Linked DNA regions of Mus musculus: regions 1 and 2 are each linked to region 3. The links are chromatin contacts, called in public HiChIP or PLAC-seq and promoter capture Hi-C maps. All regions are on one chromosome and are shown on one strand. Each heading gives the region's core, a stretch centred on a gene start, on an enhancer-like site or on the middle of the called end of the contact. The rest is flanking DNA. Distances are from core to core; before and after follow the strand shown.

The links. Promoter capture Hi-C pulls out the DNA fragments that hold promoters and counts their contacts. HiChIP or PLAC-seq counts read pairs in DNA pulled down with a chosen protein or histone mark.
Region 1: a contact with region 3 is called in a promoter capture Hi-C map of stem cell-derived epiblast-like cells, with 5 times the contacts expected there. The contact joins the enhancer-like site here to the promoter of Gdpd4 in region 3. A contact is called at or near these places in 5 of 39 promoter capture datasets (the 3T3-L1 cell line, hippocampal neurons, liver and 2 more) and 1 of 9 other capture datasets (macrophages).
Region 2: a contact with region 3 is called in an H3K4me3 HiChIP or PLAC-seq map of embryonic stem cells, with 10 read pairs. The contact joins the promoter of Aamdc here to the promoter of Gdpd4 in region 3. A contact is called at or near these places in 2 of 39 promoter capture datasets (cranial neural crest and second pharyngeal arch cranial neural crest) and 1 of 115 datasets of contacts at active chromatin or transcription factors (embryonic stem cells).

What each region holds. Positions count from the first base shown.
Region 1 is chr7:97,428,695-97,431,394 of GRCm38.p6, forward strand. No RefSeq gene overlaps it. Among named protein-coding and RNA genes, the nearest start is that of Gm32945, 11 kb to the left of the region's middle. Within about 2 kb of position 1,312, at least 54 of the 459 cell types and tissues checked have an H3K27ac peak or open chromatin away from gene starts, as enhancers often do. A contact at or near this core is called in stem cell-derived epiblast-like cells, where this site is marked.
Region 2 is chr7:97,578,068-97,580,767 of GRCm38.p6, forward strand. Aamdc (adipogenesis associated Mth938 domain containing) reads right to left here and starts at 1,430. Exons shown (of 5, transcript NM_001177945.1): 1 at 1,299-1,430. Rsf1 (remodeling and spacing factor 1) reads left to right here and starts at 1,829. Exons shown (of 16, transcript NM_001081267.2): 1 at 1,829-2,038. The coding sequence starts at 1,837.
Region 3 is chr7:97,918,508-97,921,207 of GRCm38.p6, forward strand. Gdpd4 (glycerophosphodiester phosphodiesterase domain containing 4) reads left to right here and starts at 1,451. Exons shown (of 18, transcript NM_177696.3): 1 at 1,451-1,535.

The DNA of each region.
Region 1 (2,700 bases), core at 62-2,561, 490 kb before region 3:
ATGTGTGTATGTGTGTGTAAATATACAGTGTATATATGTGTGTGAATGTGTGTGAGTGTATATGTGTATATGTATATGTGTATGAGTATATATATGTGTGTGTATATATGCATATTTGTCTATGTGTGTATATGTGTATATGTGTATGAGTGTATATGTGTGTATGTGTGTGTATGGGGGGAGGGTATGTACTTGTGAATGCAAGTGTTCTAGGAGTCCTCATCTCCCCTGGAACTGGAATTACAGGTTGTTGTGAGTCTCCGATCAGGGTGTTGGAAATCAGATCCACTGGAAGAGCAGGACTTGCTCTTAATCAATAATCTATTTTTCTAGCCCAAAATAAATATTTTTTAAAATGTAAATAAAAATAAAAATAAGGAGGTTAGGCATAGTAGTGCCTGCCTTTAATCCCAGCACTCAAGAGACAGAGGTAGATCTTTGTGAGTTCAAAGCCAGCCTGGTCTACAGAGTGAATTCCAGGACAGCCAGGGCTACACAGAGAAACCCTGTTTTAGCGGGGGTGGGGGTTGGAAGGTCGGGGGAGGGGAGAGTGCATTGCTCTCGCAGAAGATCAGAGTTCAGTTCCCATCACCAAGATCCAGGAGTTCACAACTGCCTCTAACCCTACCTGCTCAGGATCTTACACTTCTAGCCTCCTGGAGCACCCAAAGACACCCATGGACACACGCACTCAATTAAAAACAATCAAAATTAAAATGTTGATACATTTGGTAGGTGTGAATCCTCGGTTTCCATTCACAGTGCTTGGGGGAAAGGATACTGCAAACCAGGTATGGTGGCCCACACCTAGCAGCACAGCACTGGGAAGGCTGGGACAAAAACAAAGACAAAAAAGAGAAAGACCTTCCAGAGTGCAAGAAAAGCCCTATGATACCAGACAAGGACATAAATGTGCATGTGTGTGTGTGTGTGTGTGTGTGTGTGTGTGTGTGTGTGTGTGTGTGTGTGTGTGTGTGTACATGAACATTTAAAACAGTACAATTCAAATTTTCTGAGTGAATAAACATGTGACAGGGTGTGGTGCCAGTCTCAATTCCCCATGCTATTTAGAGTCACCTTGAATTTCGGTTCCACCCTTGGTAAACGGTTTTAACCATCTAAAATCCAGATTGCTCCCTCCCTACTAGCCTCCCCAACCCCCCACCGCCAAGCTTTCTTTGTGAAGTAAATTTTCTCAAAGTCTCAAAGTCTCTGGCAGGAGGCCAATTCCTGGTCTCTGCTCTCAGTGTGGAAGCCTAGTAATTGAATTCACCAGAAACCTGCCTGTCGCCATAGCAGCAGGGGTCATCAGCTGTAAGCTAGGTCAGGCTTCTGCCACGGGGCACCCTGGGTTGCCAACTCTGTGAAAACAGACAGCTTAAAATGTTTAAGGAAGCAAGCAATAGCTCTTCCCAGCTATGATGCCTGGGAATTAAAGCAATGAGCACAGCACCCGCAAGGTCGCTATAGTGGCACCTATACTTTAACAGGGGCTGAGAGTTCTCTAGTTGGACTTAAAGCCCATACAACATGAGGGAAATCATGTCTGCTCCTTAGTCAACTGCCCCAGACTAGTGAATCATGGCTCTTGGAGAACCTATACCTACCTTCTTACAAAATCAGCGTAATTCCTAACTACATTCTACATATTTATCCTATACCCACAGAAAGCATAGGTCTCATCCTCATCAAAGAAGTGTCTCCTTACAACAGACGGAGACCGTTACAAAAGCCCACAGATGATCTAACACAGAGAACACTCGGCAGTGTTGTTGAACCCAACAGATGCAACAACCCCTGCCCTGAGAACTCAGAACAGAGGAGAGGGTGAGAAGAATGTGGGAGACAGAGAGCCAGGAAGTTGGCTGTGAACATTTTCCCACTGACTGATCTTCCAAAGGTTCTGAGTTCAAATCCCACCAACCACATGGAGATCTGACACCCTCTTCTGGTGTGTCTGAAGACAGCTACAGTGTACTTACATATAACAATAAATACATCTTTAAAAAAAAGAATATTTGCCTCCTAGAAATGTCAGAGAGGCAACACCCGTGAAGTTTCATTGTCATGACTACCTAACCAGACCTGAACGAGGACACCAACACCAATTACAGACTGGCTAACATGGAAGAGGGGCCTCTCATGGAGCCTCAGTCCCAGAAAAGGAATTACAGCTAACAGCAGAATTAGTTTTCTCCAGGAAAGAGCCTCCATATTGGGTACCCAAAGACAAGAGGGCCTCCCTGAAAGCATACATATATTATATATATGTAATATATGTGTACATATATGTATGTAGCTTTTTATTTCTATATTTAGGAATATATATATATACATATATTCTTATATGTACATATATACTCATGTATATGTATATATAGTGTATATGTATGTCATAACAATTAAAGCAATAGAGGTCATGAATTTGAGAAGAAAAGCAAAAGGAGTTTGTGGGAAGATTTGGGGAGAGAAGGAAAGGAGGAAGAAGATGTAATTCTTGTGATTTCAGAAATATTTTTTTAAAAATTGTAAAACAACAACAACAAAAAAGGGTACTCCTGGAGTAGAGGCACACACCTTTGATCCTAACACTCAAGAGGTAGAGGCGGGAAGATCTCTGTGTGTTTAAGGCCAGCCTGATTTACATGTCAGAGCTACATAGTGAGACTTTGTCTCTCTCTCTCTCTCTCTCTCTCTCTC
Region 2 (2,700 bases), core at 180-2,679, 340 kb before region 3:
TGCCAGGACAAGAAGGAATCTTTCAAAGTACATTCAATGTGACAGAAAAACATACTAACCACTTTACTGTGAACTATCCATGCTGTAGATATTATTATTCACTTTACTAAAGTTCAAAGTAACAAAGAAACTTCGGAAGGTTATAAAGTAATTAGGGATAGGACTCAAGTCTGGTTCAACTCAAACTTACTTCCTGCTCCTAAGCATACAGTATACTGCTTCCTAAGCTGCAGGTTCTATTTATTTTCCATTGTTGATGACTTTCCCCATTCTGGGATTCTTTCTGAGAGAATGCTACAACCAACTCTGGAATGGAGTAGAACTCTGCTTCCTAACAAGCTTACTGCTGTGCAGCGAACTCCCAGCTTTCTAAGTAGAATCCTAGCTCACCCTCTAGACCTTGGCCAACTTAGAGCCTGAGCTGAGCCCAGAGTCTTCTTAGCATCTTAGTTCCCGAGTAGAGAGTGGTTCCTCAGATTTGGTCACCCAGCAGAGGCAATTCCTCATTAGTGATCCACAGAGTACCTTAGGCCCTGGTCCACCGGTTCCATCTGGCAAGGAAGCTCTTTAAACAGGACAGTAAAACAACTCAAAACAGCTTCAGGAAGTCCCTGAAACTAACCAGATTCATTAGGTCTCTCTCTGTCAGAGCAAACAGTAAAAGGTGATCGTCTCTCTCAAACTAAAGGAAGTTGAGCTGAAAAAAAAAAAAAAAAAGCCTCTCAGACAAGCTGCACTGCAAAGAAGACTCTGAGATGGGACCAGCTGCCTGGGAGGAGCAGAAGCCAGCTGAGCTGCCTGGAAGAGGTTCAGACCAGAGTCACTTGGAAAGGACATGCCAACGCAGTGAGCTGCCTGCAGGCTGTGCAGTTTTTATAATCTGTCACCCATGCTGGGGTGGGCCCTGGGGTCGCAGCTGTCTCTGAGTCATTCCTGCTCCTGTAAGTGACCCCTTATCCATGCTCCTGTTAAAATAAAACGCATTGGTTCGCCAAGTTGGACTTTGGTGTTATCTGTACTTCGGTCTGTCGGTGGGAGCTCTGTCTGGGGTGAGATGTGTTTACCGTCCCCCCAGGAAAAGTTTGGTCACACAACACTCAGGAGAGGGCAACACCCCTCAGCAAACTTTCTGAGACTTCTCTCCAGGGTCCCGCGCCAAGCCACAACCGCACCTTTCCTTCTCCTAACCTCTCTCCTCCCTGCCATTCTCTTTTGCTGCATCTTGGTGTCTCTCTTCAACTCCCTCTCTGTCTCTCTCTCTTGGTCGTCTCCGTTCCCAGATCCCGCAGAAAACTCACGCAGCGCTTCTGTTCGCGGTTGTTCCTCCAGTCGGATCCGTGCTTCACCTTTCCCTGCAGCTAGCCGAGGGACTCTGAGCCACAGCGGTTCAGCCACCAGGCCTGGAATTCGCCTTCAGCCGGCCCACACCCGAAGCTCCGCCCCCTCCCCCCATTGGCTATCGTTCTTAGAAAGTCCCGCCCCCAACCTCTCCGCCCCGCTTCCCTTGTTTTCATTCCCCCTGTCACACGAGGCAGTAGCGACCCCGAAGTGGGAGGGAAGAAGTCGGAGCCTTGAAGTCGTAGAGGGAAGGGGACGGGAAGAGGGCGGAAAGTGAAGGGCCCAGAGTGCCTCTCTGTCCCCGATCTAACTCAGTTCTCGACTGCTCCGGGCCGGCGTGGTATTGTGGGATCGCGGCGCCTGGCGCGAGACGCTCGCCGCCGCAGGGGCGTCCACTCGAGAGCGCCTCCTGTCGTCCGTAAAGCTACCCTGCCATCCCTCGGTCCCCCCAACTCCTCCCGCCCCCCCATCCCCTCCTCCTCCATCCTCCAGTTCAAAATGGCGGCGGCGGCGGCGGCGGCGGCGGCGGCAGCGGCAGCGGCGATGGCTCCTCCGGGCTGCCCGGGTTCGTGCCCCAACTTCGCCGTAGTCTGCTCCTTCTTGGAACGCTACGGGCCGCTGCTGGACCTGCCCGAGTTGCCGTTCCCAGAGCTGGAGCGGGTGCTGCAGGCGCCGCCGCCAGACATCGGCAACGGAGAAGGTAAGCGATCGGCCCGAAAGCCCGGCGGGAAGCGGCCCTGGCGCGCTTTAGCTCTCCATAGATACCCTGGGGCTCTGCGGCCGTCCCTCGCCAGGGATTGGCCTCCGCGGAGTCCCTACTCCTCGTAGCCCGGGGGTTCCTGGGTGCTGGGGAGGCGGGGCGGAGGCCCCCTAGGGCCACCGTGCCCCGCGGGGACGGAGGTGGGGGCGTCGCGGACCGGGTGTGGGCTAGGGCCCAGGAGGGGGTATTGTGCCGGCCTGACGCTCTGGGGCCGGGTCCCCCGCGCCGGTGTTGCCTCCAGTTCTTACCCCTTTAGGTGGCGGGGGAAGGGGAGCGCAGGTTCCGGCCAGCTTTGCGCTTTTCTCTTCCCCTCCTCCCACCAATCCGCCCCACCGTCTCCCGGGAGGCTGGGCCCATCTTCTCTCGGCGCCCCCTCTGCTCACTCCACCTGAGTGGGCGGGGGCCCGCGGACACTCCGCTCTCCCGGTGGTGGGAACTCCCCCGAGAGAGTCGGCTCCTGCCTTTTCCCGTCCCCTGGAGGGCTGGTCTAGCCCCCCAAACTCCTTCCTCCTTGGGAGATCTGAGTCTATGACCAGAGAGGGGGCTTCCCCCCTATTCTCGCGTAGGAAGGGGAAATGAACTCGGCCCAGCTTCTCCGCTCT
Region 3 (2,700 bases), core at 201-2,700:
TGGGCCAAACACAAATGGTGCCCAGTTTTTTCATCTTAAGTGCAAAGGCTGAGTGACTGGGTGGCAAACATGTGGACTTTGGGAAGGTGGTAGCAGGCATGAACATTATGGAAGCCATGGATCAAGACCAGCAAGATGATCATCAGTGCTTACTGGGGACAACTCTAATTTTTCTGACTTGTGGGCATCTTATCTCTCCCCCCCCCCGATTTCTGTAGCTCAGAAGGCTGCCCCAACTCCGTCTGCTTGCAATACCCTGTAACCTCCTCTGCTCTTACTGAAGGTCTTCAGGCTTCCCCTCCAAGCCTAGCTAGATTGCAGAGTTAAGTTTATGGTTATGAAGAAAAATAAATGAGAAAAAGGGATCAATTTAAAAAGTCTGGTGTTGCTGGGGAATCCAGCTAAGTGGGAATGGAGACAGAGGGAATGTGAGAATGGAGAAAGGGAAGGAACACAACTTAAGAAGACTAAACTTCAGGGATGCATTTTAAGAACAGTCAGTGTTGTTAGAAGATCAGCATGACTTGCTGTTGGGGGGGCTTTGGGAGAGTGTGAGTGGTAAAATTGGCTCTCTCTTAAGCAGTTGCTGCACACTGAGAAATTTAGGGGCTTTTATTGGGCCTTGAAATACAAGAAAACGAGTAGAAGACATGGAAAGAAGTGGACAAGAAATATTCCAACAAGCAAAACAGAATTTGGTCACTCTGCCAGACTGCAAAGGAAAGGGAGGTGCCAAGAATGAGATGCTGGTTTCAGGCCCTGTCATTTAGAGCCACAGGAGATGGGACAAACATGAAAAGATTGAATTTAATCCATAGTTTACAGAGTTCGAAGTACATACAACAGCATATGCTACTGAAGACAGCCAATGTGCTGTCCAGTTTCTGATTCAGTGAGACCTTGTATTGGAAATAAAGCAAAAACAACAGAGGAAGAGACCAGAAGCTTTCCTTTGTCCTGCCCATTTCCATTCGTGTAGACACGCAGCAAACACCAAAAACAAAACAAAACAAAACAAACAAAAAACCCAACCCTTTTAAAAAGAAAATAAATCCAAAGGTAAACCTGGCTCATTATCATGTTTGAAACAGGTTTGTTTTCCTTTAAGGGAGTGAGAAGAGATTAAATGGCGATCTGAATAATTTCACTACAAAAATAGCTACCATGAATTATGAAAGCAATAATAACTACGCCTATTTTTATATTAACCATAACGAGTCAGAGAGCGTTTGTTTACCTTGGAAGGCACAATTAAAACATGTTGCTCTGAGAAAATGAGTTCTAATCCCAGGCATCAATCAACAGCAGCAACAACAAACCAACTACAGTACTTGGTCCTAAAATTGGGGGCCTGGTTTCACAGGGTTTTCCCAGACTGCAGCCCTGTGTGAGTGTGGCCACGCCCCCACGACGAGTGGCCACGCCCTGCACCCGTGCTCAGGTCAGGGGCTCCCTCGTGCCTGTCCTCCATCTTGAGAGACGCTAGTCTTCACAGGTGTGGAATTACGATTTGCGTTAGCGACTGTAAAGTCACCGTAAGTAGTGTTTCCATCTCTTTGGAACCCCCAGACATCACTCAAACCAGGAAGTTACCTTAGGTTCACAGCCCGTAGCCAAGCCTGAGGGGTGCTGACCCAGGTTGCTCATCACTTGAGGTGATCCGACCAGCCATGTTTCCACGGCTCTAAGGAAAAAAGGGTTTCCTCTCCACAGCTGTTAAAGGACAGGGACAAAGCTCTGCAACCCAGGGATGGCCAAGCAGGCCACCCAGACGGTCACCCTGAAGTCCCTGCAGGCTTGTTTCCGTGTCTGAGGATCACAGTTCTATGCTGTCTGTCAACGCTTGGTTTATCACTCTAGTTTTCGTGGCAAGAGGAATGTCTACTCGGATTCTTTGCTCAGTCTAGCTAGTGAATGGTGGCGTCTTTGAGATTGAATAGACTTCGGGAGGAATAGATTTGGGAGAATGAAATCATGGTTCAGTTTTACACATTTACTTTGAAGTACCTGTGAGAAATCTAAGTGGAGATTTCTTCAGACTGCTGGAGTGAGTGAAGAGGCCTGGGATGGGAATAACTTAATCGAATCCCCTCCTAAGTATTACAGTTTCATGTGAATTCAGCTACCCTGGCTAGTGCAAAAGCCCAAAGGATCTGTGGGTACCTTGAAATGCTAGCGCTAATGATTCTGAGTCAAAAGCTGGGATTTAGTCAGTATTCAGTTTACCCTCCTGTCACAGAACGTTTTCTTCACATCTGCCATTGTATTTTCCAGTATCTACAACTAATCACACCAAGATATAAACACACACAGTGATCTCCTCAAATCAATCTACTTTTTCATTTCCACTGTGATTATTATTTTGTGTTAACTTATGAATTTTTTCATAAATGTATTTAATCTCCAAATGTAAAATATTCTAGTGATCTGTTTCTTACTCATTCATGGACACATTTCTCTGTTTAAAAAAGTTTTTTAAGAATGAATTTATGAAATTCCTAGGCAAATGGATGGATCTGGAGGGTATCATCCTGAGTGAGGTAACCCAATCACAAAAGAACTCACATGATATGTACTCACTGATAAGTGGATATTAGCCCAGAAACTTAGAATACCCAAGATACAAGTTGCAAAACACATGAAACTCAAGAAGAACGAAGACCAAAGTGTGGTCACTTTGTCCCTTCTTAGAATTGGGAA